Linked DNA regions of Capsicum annuum: region 2 is linked to region 1. The links are chromatin contacts, called in public Hi-C maps. All regions are on one chromosome and are shown on one strand. Each heading gives the region's core, a stretch centred on a gene start, on an enhancer-like site or on the middle of the called end of the contact. The rest is flanking DNA. Distances are from core to core; before and after follow the strand shown.

Evidence for each region. A called contact is a pair of places that touch in the nucleus more often than the background predicts.
Region 2: a Hi-C map of bud shows a contact between it and region 1, with 2.8 times the contacts expected there. The contact joins the enhancer-like site here to the promoter of LOC107840951 in region 1. A contact is called at or near these places in 3 of 5 Hi-C or Micro-C datasets (bud, leaf and placenta).

Annotation. Positions count from the first base shown.
Region 1 is chr1:161,545,475-161,552,930 of UCD10Xv1.1, forward strand. It overlaps LOC107840951 (phospholipase A1 PLIP2, chloroplastic), which reads right to left and starts at 3,568. Exons shown (of 5, transcript XM_016684910.2): 1 at 2,549-3,568; 2 at 1,370-1,903; 3 at 1,091-1,150; 4 at 484-900; 5 at 1-350. The coding sequence starts at 3,223.
Region 2 is chr1:161,595,539-161,602,994 of UCD10Xv1.1, forward strand. No RefSeq gene overlaps it. Among protein-coding and RNA genes, the nearest start is that of LOC107840951, 50 kb to the left of the region's middle. Within about 2 kb of position 4,198, at least 2 of the 5 cell types and tissues checked have an H3K27ac peak or open chromatin away from gene starts, as enhancers often do. A contact at or near this core is called in bud, where this site is marked.

The DNA of each region.
Region 1 (7,456 bases), core at 2,318-4,817:
AACGGCCACCAAACTCTGCGCCTGTGCTTCCTTTTAGCTTTTCTGATGTTGTTCAGCTCATGACGAATTACGTTTCTAACTGATTTTAAGTATGAGTTCATGTCGTGATCTCTTTGTATTGTTCCTCCAGAACCATAGGCGGAGCGATCACTAAGGATCTCAAGCGGATGAGGTGAGTTTAAAAACACAGACTGCGCAGCTTGAATTTGTTTTTCTGCCTCTGTTGAGTCTGATACAGGATAGCTCATTAAATACAAACCGGAGCCTGATGGTAGCAGGTCATGGTTTGGAGAGAACTTGTCATCTGGTTGAAGAATTAAGAACTCTCCCATTGGAGCATACAATAACTTCTGTTGATAAAAGAAACAAGCATGAGAAACCATTGAACATGAAAGACAAACACACACGTCATTATCTAGATAAATGGACTAAACATTCTTCTGTAAAAGAAATCAAGAAACTTATGACACTATAGGTTCTTACCTGGTTATTCAGACACGGATGATTGCGGAAGTTTCCATTAATAGCTTTAAGAAACTCTGCAACGTGATTGGGATAATTGCAAGAGAAGGCTCGAGGGACAATATCTCGGTGCATTGTGATTGCTTGCAAATGACTCCGAGGCAAGCCAAGGCGACGAAGGAGACGGTCTCCTCCACACATTATTGATGGTGCACCAAAAGTTATAACAGGAAGCAAAGAAGATGGGGGAACTTCTCCCCTTATGAACAGCATGAGATTGAGGAGCAATGATAAACTTCCACCAAGGGAGTGTCCAGTAAAACGGAATTTGGCACGACTACCATGAGATTTAAGGTGTGAACGTACTTCTGGCAGCATCTGCTCGTACATGCCCTTTGCAGCTTCATAAATACCTCGGTGGACCATGACATCCAGACCCTATTAGAAAAAGATGCAATGACAACTCTCCATTAGTGCATTGCGACAAAATAGGCAGACTTCATCAATTTATATAGAAGCAATCAGTTGAGTACTTATGCACACTATGGTAGCACAACAACACAATCGGACTAGAAAACAGAGCACAGTTCTAAATTTGTTACAAGTGCTTATTTATGTGCATAAATACCTCGAATTGAATAGGTTCAAAGAGTAGATTTGCTTTCCATGATGCTAGTGACTCGGATCCCTGCAAATAATTAAAAATGAAAGTCAGCAACAAGAATAAGCAGCAAATGGAGAAGAAACCCACAATTCAATCTATACTTGTTCCAATCCTTTTCTTTATCGGATAAAGATATCAGAATCATGGATAACTATAACCGACATATTATCAACAAGACCCTAACCTGTTACCAAGCTAGGAAACGTGAACAAAGGCGAAAATTAAATTGGCCACCATGCATACCTGAATGACAAAGAATCTTGTCAAGCTCTGATCATCATCACACACAAACCATTCACAAGGTGAAGAATGATTTGAATTTAGATCGTCTGCAACAGCCTGCTTTACTTCCTCCTTTGCAGCAACTACTGATGTCACTGAATCACTGGTTGCCATAAAAGAAGCAACTTCCCTGTTCATTGCATCTATATTGTCACCACGTCCGACAGTTGTTTCAGAGGAATCTTTATTTGGCATAGTCTTGGAAGATTTAAACGGAAGAATGCTCTTTGTATGAGAATGCAGATAAGACGCAGCAGAGGCAGCTATATGATAAGCTGTGGATGCACTTATCCTGTTCCCGCTGGTCTTTCCATCCCCTTCCACTTCTGAAATTGCAGTGCTTCGTTCTTCTACCATGGATTTAGTGACTTCATTCTCTTTCTTCTCCCGGTCTTCAGCTGCTGCCTTCTCTTTCTCAGCTTTCAATGCCTGTTCTCTTTTCTCAAATGAAGACGTAACAAGACGCAATCCATGATTCCTCAATAAATTTTCTGGCTGCACAACAAAAACAGAAACATGAAATCCTATGATATGGCTGCCAGGTGACAATGCTTCGAAGACAAACAGGATAACCCCAAGATCCAGTTGCCACATCCCACTACAAATTGAAATATCAACTTGACAAAAGCTCTCGCAACAATCATAGAACAATGTTAAAGCTTGTATAAGCAATATGAAAACACAACACTATATTGAAAGCATGGCTGTCCATACCTAGTTTCTTCAAATCAAGATTTCTGTGTTTCAGCTAGAATTCTGATTCCCTAAAACCCATATCAAGTTAATCATGCATGAAGACACCTCTAAAAACCAAAGATCACACCTTTTGAGGCCTTTGTAACCTTAAAAAACTAAAATTAAGCACTAGATGCTGTTATTTTTCTCACAGCCAACAGAAGCAAGTGATTTATTCAGATCTACATATTCAGAAAAATGTAGATAATGTGCAATCAACATAGACAATACATTTTGCTCGGACTCTTCAAGAATGTCAACATGTGCTTGGAATTTCCAAAAGTAACGTATTTTTGGAGAATCTGACACGAGTGCAGCATCGAAAATGAATAGTATGCACAACTTAGAGGACAAAAACTATGGGTCACTTGAAAAAAAAAAGAAACATGTTTTGGAAGAATTTACCTTAATTTGGGGTATTCCATAAGCCAAACTACCCAAATAAGACATCTGAGCATACAATCTAGCTTCAGCCAATGACACCCTCCTTAGCAACTTTGAAAATGAATTTCTATCGAATTTAAATTTTTCATCATCATCATCATTCACACAACACACATCACATTCTTCATCAACCCCACCATCACATTTTCTCCCTTCACTTTCATCACCATCTTCAATGTCAGTTTGACCATTTTGCCTCTCCATCTTTTCCCTTAGATCTTCAACACCCCCACCATCCTCTACCTTACTCAGAGACCTTACATGCAAAATCTTTAATACCCAATTCCCATTATTCTTATTATTATTCCCATCATTTTTCTCCTCAATAATTTTCTCTTCCTTTTCATCCATCAAAACAGCGTCGTCTACAGCTATAGCATCGTACGACGACGTTCCTTTACCTCCAGACCAAAAAGATCTAAGTGGGTACCTAAATGAAAAACCCCATGACTTATTATTTCTCTGAGAAGAAGATAATGATGGCTTTTCAACCGACATCGACGCCGATGAACGGCCGCCCACGGCGGATGTACTAAACTGTGTTGAACGTACATCTAAACCTCCGGCACCGGTTCCGGCGACGGCAATGGGCCCCGCCATACCTTGTATACCTCCCGTTAAACAAAAACCATCCATTGATACAAAAAATTCCCTTTTTCAAATTCTACGACTTTCTTATGACCTCTTTATCAATCTGTAAAGTTAGAATTCAAGAATGAATACGGGTGTTTTGTAAATGCAACGTTGATGGTGGCAACAATCTTTGAATTGTGGAGTAAATTTCGGTTTTGTACAAACAATCAATGATATTTTAGTTATTAGAGAGAAGGGAAATGAAAGAGAGGAAGTAAGGGCATTTAAAGATGGTGGGTTTGTATTTATTTTGCAAACCAAAAAATTAAATAGGTGAACGAACTTGTTTGAGGTTTCTTCCTTGTTATTTTTTTCTCTCTTTGGAAAAAAAGAAAACGATATTTTTGCCCCCAAAAGAAATGCCTTATTTCGAGGAAAGTTCAAAAGAATCACTCAATGTAGACGGCGTCGTATCTACGTGGCAAGATTTTCTTCCTTTTTTTTTTCCACCTGGTGTTTCTTGTCGCTGCCGCTTTTGCGTCTTTTCTACTTCTCACTCCCTAGGTTTTTGATTTCTTTTAGCGTATAAAATTTGTATTAATTTGTAGAAACTTTAAACACAAGTTTAATAATTTATGAATTATTAAAACCAAGTTTTAAGGAATTTAAATACAAGTGTAACTAATTTAACAACTATCTAAATAAAATTTAATTATTTTACGAAAAAAGTAAAATCAACATTTATAAATGAGATGAAAAAGAAAGAATCGAGTTCACCAAATTTATGGTGTGTCCTTAAAAAAATTATTTCTTTTAAATACTTGAGGTTATGGAATATATTCCCAGCATATAATGATTCACTTCAACAAATAACGGTACCTCAAATTCACTTAACAATTTGTTAATCACCCTTAACTTTTTAGATCACTTCAAAATTTTGTGTCTCTACGTAAGGAAAAATTCAGGTATTTATAGTAAAAAAAGGTGCTTCAAAAAGAAAAAAATGATTCTTGAAAAGACATACTGTTTCGGATTGTCATGTCACCTGTGGACAAACCTGTGCGTGCAAGTGGCCTACATGTGATCGCAGATCGTTTTTTGGCAAAACAAAAACTTTCTTATGACCTGCTCCGGCCACCTGCAGCCACAGATGGCCATATGAGTGCACATATCGCCATTTTCATCCTTAACAGTGCCTCGAAGGGTCGCCTCCCTTCAAGGTGTGTTGTGACATACGTCTGCACATGCTCGAGTGCGTCCGCAAATGGAGCAAATTTTCTTATCAAATTTTTGGATTAAAATATCACTAATTTTAAGTTTCAAATGTATGCTTATCCAAAAACGATAATATCTCGATGGATCATTTGACAAATTCAAATCTAAATTCGAAGCTGAGCGAGTAATGACAACAACGGCTCGAGACTTATCTTGTTCTTGCCTCACTATCCACATGAAGGAGTGTTTCTATACTTAAACACTAAGAAGTTTCTTTCTCCCACTAATGTGGGAGAACTTTACTTTCTTAAGGTGAAAACACAATTCACTTTCTCTCCATTTATACTTTTCATTTTTCATTCATATTTCTACTTAGAACCCAACAATCCCGTATATGAATAAGAAATGAGTATTTTATCAAAAATTTACGTACAAGAGTGTTGCATTTGGATAAGTAGTTTTTCCTTTGAACTTTCTGTAGTGAACTTGCATCGGATACACCGGTCAATCGACAGATGTGATATCTTTGAATCGTCAAATTTTAATGTATACCTAGAAAATACAAGTCACAAAACTAGTTTTTTATCATTTATGGTTCTCACGATTTTGTTCGTCTAAGCCATGAACACGACCTGATTTAATGAGAACTTAGAGAATAAGCCTTTATTATCATTCTCCTTAAAGCGGCTTCCACTGCACCCTTACATAGGTGATTCTTAAGCATTTGATCCTATAAATCAAACTATTTGGTCAAATCTGTCAAACTTAGAAACCATTAAAAAGCTTCAAACCATAAGTCGTATTTTTATTTTCTGAGCATTGTCTTCATTATGAGAATGAGTTGAGTTAATTATCAATGTTAAACCGTCAATCACAGCTTTGTTTGATCTCCTTGAACCTCGTTCTTGAGATCTTCAGTTTGCTAGGTAGAGTAATTATCTTGATGACTTGTCCTAGTCCATAAATTCATTTCTTTTGATGATCTCTCAACTTCATCTCTAGATAGGTCTTTTGTAAGTGGATCTAACACATTATCCTTTGATTTCACATAGTTAATCGTGATACTTTCATTAAAGAGTAGTTCCTTAATGACATTATGTATTCGTTTTATATAACAAGATTTATCATCATACATCATGCTCCCTGCCCTACCTATTGCTACTTGACTATCACAGTGTATGCATACCGGTACCAAAGGTTTCGGCCAATAAGAAATATTTTTCAAGAAATTTTAGACTCATTCAACTTCTTCATCGACTTTATCTAACGCGATAAGTTTAAATTTCATTATAAAGCGGGCAATACATATCTGTTTGGATGATTTCCAAGAGACGGGTCCTCCACCTAAAGTAAATACATATCAACTCGTGGATTTTACTTCATTTGATTCCGTGATCCAATTTACATCACTATATCTTTCAATCGCAGCAGAATATTTGTTATAATGCAAAGCTTAGTCTTGAGTTTGTTTTAGATACCCCAAAACTCTTTCATTACCATCCAATGAGTTTGATTAGGATTACTCGTCTACCAACTCAATTTACTAATAACGCATGTTATATCTGGTCGTGTACAATCCATGATATACATCAAACTTTTCAACACTCTTGCATAGGTCAATTGTAAGTTACTGTTACATTCATTCTTTTGAAGTGCAAAGCTCATATCTAATGGAGTTTTGATAATATTGAAGTCTAAATACTTAAACATGTCAAGTACATTTTCAATGTAATGAGACTGTGACAATGCCAACCATTGTGGAGTTCTATGAATTCTTATCTGTAAGATCACATTAGTAACTCCAAGATCTTTCATATCAAATTTGCTCTCAAGAATTTATTTCGTAGCATTTATGGTAGAATTATCTCTACTGATGATCAACATGCCATCCACATATAAATAAATAATTACTTTGTGATTTGAAGTGTCTTTAATGTAAATACATTTATTACATTCATTTATCTTAAACTCATTTGCGAACATGATTTAATCAAACTTTGCATCCACTGTTTGAGTACTTGTTTTAGTTCATAAAGTGAGTTAACAAGTTTGCACAATTTTTTTCTTTATCAGGAACCATAAAATCCTCGGGTTGTTCAATGTAAATTTTTTTCTTCAATTCTCCATTTAAGAAAGTTGTTTTACATTTATTTGATGGATTTTAAGACCATATATTGTCGTTAATGCAATCAACATCCGAATGGACGTTATCCTTGTTATTTTTGAGTATGTGTTAAAACAATCAAGACCTTCTTTTTGTCTAAAGCTTTTTACAATAAGTCTTGCCTTGTATTTGACAATAATACCACCAACTTTTATTTTCTTTTTGAAGATTCATTTAGAATCTAAAGGTTTATTTTTCGGAGGAAGATTAACCAACTCCTAAGTATGGTTGCTCGTGATTGAATCAATTTTACTATTGACGGCCTCTTTTCAAAAGGATGAATTTGAAGGCGACATCACTTCTTTGAAGGTTTGAGGCTTATTTTCAAGAAGAAATGTTGCAAAATCTGATCCAAAGGAGGTAGACGTTCTTTGACGCATATTATGTCTTTGATTCGCATTATTTAGTACATTTTTCTCTGGTTCATCCCGAGGTTGTTTAGATCGTTTACTAGACAGGTCATGTCCAATTTTATACTAATGAATGTGTTCACACATTTAACATTATCTGATTCAATTATCGTATTATCATGAATATCTGAGTGTTTAAATTTATTAACCAAAAATCAATATGCTTTATTGCTTGTAGCATAACCGATAAAAATACAGTCCACAATCTTTGATTCTATTTTTACCCTTTTAGGTATAGAACTTAGATTTTGGCTAGACACCCCCACACTTTGAAATATTTCAAGTTGAATTTTCTTTTTTTCTATTTCTCATATTGAATAGATTGTATCTTACTATGGGGCACTCGATTGAGTATTCGTTTCGTTGTAAGGATAGCTTTCCCCTATAAATTTTGTGGTAAACCTGAACTTATAAGTAAGACATTCGTCATTTCCTTCAATGTTCAATCTTTCCTTTCTGCAATTTCATTTGATTGACGTGAGTACGAGGCCATAGTTTGATGAACAA
Region 2 (7,456 bases), core at 2,948-5,447, 51 kb after region 1:
TGAAGCCCTGAAAACTATAAGTAATTTTTCACATTGTACCTCATAACAATAATCAGTTTCTTGATATTCAATCAGGTGTTTGCCGTCTTAGATATTGCTAAGAGATCAATGCCTGATTCGGTCTGGCGGGATATTTCTAAAAAAGTATATCACGTTAATACTAAGAGATTCGTGAGATAAGAAATATCATTGATTATTATCACATTAATTATGTTCATTGACTTGTATTTTAGTTTGTCTGCTAGACAAAAAACATAACGATTAACTCATAATTATGAAAAAAAGATATGAGAAATATAAATGTGATAAATGATCTAGCATACAGAATACTATAATCTACTCTAAGTTTCATTGATTGAGATATTGTATATTCCTAACAGATGTATAGCAATGAATCTCTCTAAGTATTGAAATATATTGCATTAATCACATGATCTAATTGTTAAGTATGAATATTATAAAAAAAAATGAGAGTTGACCCACTACGTATGAGTGAGAGATGAAAAAAATTGAATTGGGTCACTCTGTGGTTTAGTCCGAATCCATGTTAAGAGAGAAATAATATAATTATTTGTATATTTATATTATTAAATAAAAGAAAAGATACACAATTATTTCAAGAGTTGTGTCCCTTTGAAATTATAAGAAGCTTGTCTTAACAAATTACGACATTTTTCTCCCTCCCTAAAAAAATAAAATGCAGTTTTCTCCTCCATTCTTCTCTCAAATTCCGTCGAAGATTCTTGTCTATATTTCTTCTATGAAAATTGTTGAAACAACTCTATAATAGGTATCCAATTATAGACAGTGGCTATATCAGTATAACATACAAGTGATTCAATTGTCTGACCTGTGAAACATATTCAATTATTCCATGAACTAAGTGCTTGGTTAGATTCTTTAACATGCTCTATAATACCAACCCCAACAACTATTTATCCATCTCAAACTTCCATCCCGCTAAGTGGGACTTCACTTGACTTACCATTAAATATGTAGACTATGATAGTCTCATCACGTGGAAAGAGCTCGTTTCTTTTTGTTTGTGGAATATTTAGAAATGCATGAGCAACTGTATTTTTAATCAAAAAATGACAAGCCTTCCTTCACTCAAGCTTATTCAGAAGCCATTGAATACAATCATCGGATTGAATACAATCATCTGAGTAGACACAAAGCTAAACCTAGGATCATGACCACCATTAATGTTAAATGGACACCCCTTCAACGAGGCTGCTACAAACTCAATACAAATTGTTCTTGTCTAGAAAATTCTGGTCGATGGGGGTATTGGAGGGGTTAACAGAAATACCAATAGAGATTGGATTACTGATTTTTGTAAAAGTTTTTTAAGGCTCCCAACAATCAGATGGAGCTTTTGGCTCTAAACGAATGTTTGAAAATGGTGAAAACAAATAGCCTTTTGCCCATTGAAATATTAATTCCAAAGTAGTGATCCTTATATTAAAAAATGATAACCTACACTATAATGCTATTATTGATAACCACAGGTTAAGAAGGAGGCTGAGAGCTTCGATGATGCAACATTGCTATAGAGAATAAAATAATGTAGCAGATGCACTAGCAAAGAAAGGAACAATATTTGCAGGTTTTGTTGGAACAAGATTTTTTTTAGTTCTTTTGGTGTATGCTCGCAAAGCAATCTGGACAGACATGTTAGAAACTATTTTTAGAGGAAATTTTTTATATGTAATGAACTTCTAATAGGATCAAATCTCTTATTTTTTGCTATTAATTCAGGTTAGGAACATGTGAATTTATAAACTCTTACTATTGTTGTTATTGTTGTTATTATTATTATTATTAATTAATTAATTAATTATAATAATAATAATAATATTAATAATAATAATAATAATAATCTATCATCAATTCGGTTAACCCAAAACAACAACAAGAACAACATATCCAGTATATTTCCACTATGTGGTTTCAGTTAATCCAAAAAAAAAAAATTAACTCTACAAAATTATCTATGTTAACTTTATTGTACATGAGAATTAAAAATAAAATAAATGTCTCTCTCTATGGAACACTCCTATTATTACAATCAACAAAACTCTCTATGGGGGCTCTATACAATGGAATTGAATTAAATTTTGGAAAAAGGACACCCATTGACCATTTTGAAAATAAACGGCCAACATTTGATTAATTTATCAAATTATGGCCAATCGGCCAAATTATTACTATTTAATAGCTATTAGGCTAGTTGGGTTGTCCTCTTTCTTCTTGGGTCATTTCGTCCTATCTATTTGTTGTTAGTCATTTTTTCCTCTTGTTTTGCTACAATTTTTTGGGGGCTAAAAATCTAATTCATTATTTAAGAATAATTAAATACAAATGGATGGAAAATTTATAATTATTGTATAGAATATATATATATATATATGTGTGTGTGTGTGTGTGTGTGTGTGTGTGTGTGTGTGTGTGTGTGTGTGTGTGTGTGTGTGTGTGTGTGTGGGTACTGTATCATTGTTGTATAAAAGATGTGTCTGTAGGAAATATGTATAAAAACTATATAGAATGTATATAGAAAATGTATATTATTGCATAAAATATGTATCTCAATAATCATTGCAACTAAAGATTGTATAAAATGCGTATATGAATTGTATAATTGTTTTATAGAATATGTATAGAAATTGTAAAATTGTTGTAGCAAATGTGTAGAGAAATTGTATAACTGTTGTATCAAATGTGTGTAGGAACTGTATAATTATTACATAGAATATGCTTTTTGTATATGATCATGTATAGAAATTGTATCATTATAGTATATACGGAAAAGAGCCTAAAATGCCCTTCAACTATATAAATTGGTGCGAAAATACCCTCCATCTACCTATTGGGCCTGAAATGCCCCTCACTTCCACCTATTGGAGCTATTTTGCCCTTCTATTTAATAGATTAATTTTGCCCCACTTAATTTATGACATGTCTTTTTCTTATTGGTTAATTAAAAATTAATTAAAATAGTTAATTCTAAATTAAAATAATGAGGCATGTAACCACCTTAGACAAATTTTCAGAACTGATTGCATTCTTAAAGCGTAACAAAGCCCTCGCTCTCCTGTGTCTCTGAATATACAAAATGAAATGGCATAAGATGAGAAAGCACGGAAAAGAACTAGTTTTTGGACCATATGCCTTTTGAGAGAACAAGTAGTGTATCATGAGAAGCAAAATAAAGCATAAACTAATACTACTAATGGAGAAGCACAAATAAAATGGAGCAGTAATTTCACGCCGACTTGAATAACTTGCAGAGTAGATATAGCATACACCAAAAATCTATAGTAATATGGGATAAACTTACTTGTAAATGCACAATATTGTTAAAAAAAGTCCTACTCTGGATCTGCATTAAAGAACTACAAATGATTTGAAGTTATCCACTGTTGGAAGCTTCAGGACCATATCTCGAAGTAGATTGATCCATACCTAAAATGAGAAAACCAACATTAGCAGAACTTCCAGTCATTGTGGAAATACCTTCCCTGCCTACTAGTCACTACAACCTAAAAATAACAATGTCCCTGCCGTCACTCCCGCGACAGTCAGCTACTGACCGGTGAGAGAGGAACCTTGAGGCATATAGATCGAATAAAACACGCCGCACAAATAATCGCTAGCAATTCAAATAACTCATTCAAGCATTGATGGTTGAAAAATGCAAAAGAAAAGCAGAGGCAAGAAAGGAAAAGAGAAGGAAGTAACAAGATGACTAAAACTTTCTTTCAACTCTTATATTCCATACCTTCTAGATTGAATCTTCTTTGTTCATCGGAGTACCCATGTGCTTCAAAAAGAAGTTGCTTAGGATATGCTAACCCAGGCTCCAGGAGATCCTTGTTCAGCTTTCAGGTTCAGATTTCAGCTCTCTATCAAGCATTTGACTAGAAAACTCGACAAATGAAAACAACAATCTATATGCACTCTGCCTCAGCATAAGATCCTCAGATGAAATATCAGGTACAGTATGTGACAGAATAATCAATGCATGCTCTCTTGGGACAGTGTGGAAAAAATCTGCATGTTATCCCTTCATAAGCAGCAATTACGGTATCATAATCGAGATCTCCCATCTCTACAGTAGATGTGGCATTCAAATAACGAAGAAGTTTTGCCTGTATGAAATTAAAAGGTGCATTTACATCAGCAAACACCTAAAGCAACAAGGTAATAGAAAACTAGATGGGCTAGTACTACCGTAGATGTTCAGGTAACTTGGCAGTCGGTGCTTTCTATCGGAGAAGACGAAGAGAAAGAAAAAGAGCATGAAATGATATTGAAATCGGATACTGATTTGGGTTATTTGGTTTCGTGGGTAGTGGGTTGGGTTATTATCTTGGGGCGGGGCGGGTTTTTTAATTTAGAATTAACTATTTTAATTAATTGTTAATTGACCAATAAGAAAAAGACATGTCATAAATTAAGTGGGTCAAAATTATTCTGTTAATATAAGGGCAAAATAGTCCCAATAGGTGGAAGTGAGGAGTATTTTAGGCTCAATAGGTAGATAGAGAGCATTTTTGCACCAATTTATATAGTTGAAGGACATTTTAGGCCCTTTTTGTAGTATATAATATGTATATGTATAGAATTTAAATAGAAATTATATCATTAGTTTTATAAAAAAAAAAATGTATATGTATCATTGACTTCTTTTTAAAAAAAAAAAAAAATTCTACTCTACAATTATTATTCTTTTTTTGTGATTCTTTTTTTTTTTTCAAAATAAAGTTGCAAATATGTATTGTTTCTTTTTATTTAATTGTTTTTGGAAAAAATATTTTTTTAATACTTAATTGTTAAGAAAGTGCAACAAAGAAAAGGGTCGATTTTTTTTGTAAAAAAAAAAAACCAGAACCAACAAAAAGAAAAGCAGTAGAACTACTAGTAAAAAGAAAAGAAGAAGAAAGGTAATAGTTTACTATTTAAGGAAAAAGGATAGCAGCGAAAAAGGTTTTTCCTAAAAAGGAAATAAAAAACAAAAAAGCAACGCAGCGACAAACAACACATGGAAAGGCTACAGTTTGGGAATTGAATTCAATGGCCATTTGGTTGTCAATTGTTTTAATCGAATGATTTTTTTTGTCCTTTCTCCAAACTTGTATCATTGTTATATAAAATATACATTTTTAATATAATGTGGATAAAATTTGTATCATTATAATATATATATGTATATTTTTTTTTTTTTTAATTTTTTTTTTTATACTTATTTATATATAAGTGAGGATACCGAGTTTTGGTATCCTCACAAAACTTTTTATCCATTCATGTTGCTCCATATGGCTTTCTTTTATTTTATTTTTAAAATTTTTTCCTTGACAATCATTTCTTTCTTTTGTCTTTTCCTTAATTTATTTGACACTCAATTCTTTTTTTTTAAAATCTTTTTCTTTTAAGTATATTTTTACATGAATATTTATGATTATGTATCTTGAGTCTTTAATATTGTACTCCTTTCATTTTAATTAAAGTTTTTGAATTTTGTGATTTTAAATTAAAAATATGCTCCTTCTATTCCATATTAGTTGTCTACTTTCTTCATCACATGCCCTTACATAATCGAAGGGGAGCCTTGGAGTAACTGGTAAAGTTGTTGTCATGTGACCAGGAGGTCACGGGTTCAAGCTTTGGAAACAGCCTCTGGCAGAAATGCAAGACAAGGCCGCGTACGATACACCCTTGTGGTGGAGCCCTTTCTTGAACACCGCACATAGCGGTAGCATTAGTGCACCGGGCTGCCCTTTATGCCCTTACATAATCATAAATAAGAAGAGTAGTTTTACAATTCTTTTTAAAAAAATTATAAATTTGCACACTTAAAAAAAAATTCAATTATAAAAGTAAAATAGAAAAAATTCAATTAATTCTATTTTGTTTTGAAAATTGACAAATAATTTGGGCTATTATTGTTGATAATGTGGACAACTAATATGAGATGAATGGAGTATATAGTTTTTAAATCTTGTGGTCTTAGACTTGTCCGGTAGAATGTTAAAATTGAAAAATATACAAAACATAGAAAAAATCTTTTTTTTTTTGAGACATAACAAAAAAGAAGCAAGACATTTAAATTGAAACGAAAGAATAGTAAGTTTTTATCAATTTTTGTAGCTCTTTACTTTCTCTGATCTATATTATATTTTATTTTTAACATTTATACTTAAATTATAATGAATATGTTTTATATAATGATGACGGTCTTAATAATTTTTTTAAAATCAAAATTAAGACAATTGATTTTTTTTACATAATGAAGATTACTTATTATTTACGGAGGAAAATAATTTTGTAAGGAGTATGTCAAAACTAAAAATACTATAACTATGAATAAAAAAGCCAATTAAATTACTCTTTATATTTTTTTATTGTAAATTTTTGGCAAATTTAGTAATAATGTAAATTTATGAACAATTCATATTGACGTGTCATTAGGTTTTATTAATTATATAGTAAAATAATGTAATACAAATAATTTTTTTTAATTAAAGCATTATTATTTTTATATTTAGAGTTTGGGTCCGGGCTTAGCACGAGTTTCGGATAAATACCAATTTTTGGTAGTCCTCACAAGGCTATTATAGTATCTTTAATTATTTTTTAATCCTCTAAAATTGTGACACATTGGATGATAAAGATGAAGTAATTTCATCTTTTTTCTTGCCATATGGACATTTACACTTGGTGCATAAGTCATGAAATGAGAAACTATTATTTAATTTTTTACTTGTAATTCTATTGTTTAACTATTTTCTATTTCTTTTTGTAAAAAAATAATTAGGAGTAGAGGAAGGAGAATTAGGGAGGAGATTACAAAGTAGAAAATTAAATATTTACCAATAAAGTGAAAATTCAAACTCTCTATCAAGTGAACTATTCAAATTCCTCTGTTGTTTAACAAATCGGTAAATCACTCTTAGAGCTTTCGTTATAATATTTTGTTTCTCATAGTTACATATTATTTAATCAAGTCAATTACAAAATACAAACGTCAAATATTTAATAATTAATTCTTTACTTTTACTTCATGCATTATGAATCATCTTTTAATGATATTATTTATACAAGATTTTGATAATAGTTATCCGACAACAAGACCCAAAAACTTTAATTTTGACTAATTTTTGTTATTTTTTAATCAAAATTGATTATTTAATTACTTTAAAATATGAAAATATTCTTAACAAAATTAATATTTTATATGAGCTTTTATTTAACGTGGTTAGAAATTGTATGCTCATAAATTTGTAAAAATGCTAATATTTTTCAATTTTTATGATAATATAAATTCACTTGAGTATGGGTCCGGGCCTTATAAAACTAGTATATATATATATATATATATATATACTAGAGGTGCATAGCCCGTGTCAGTACGGGCCTAACACTATAAATATTTTTTAGCACAAAAATTCGATAT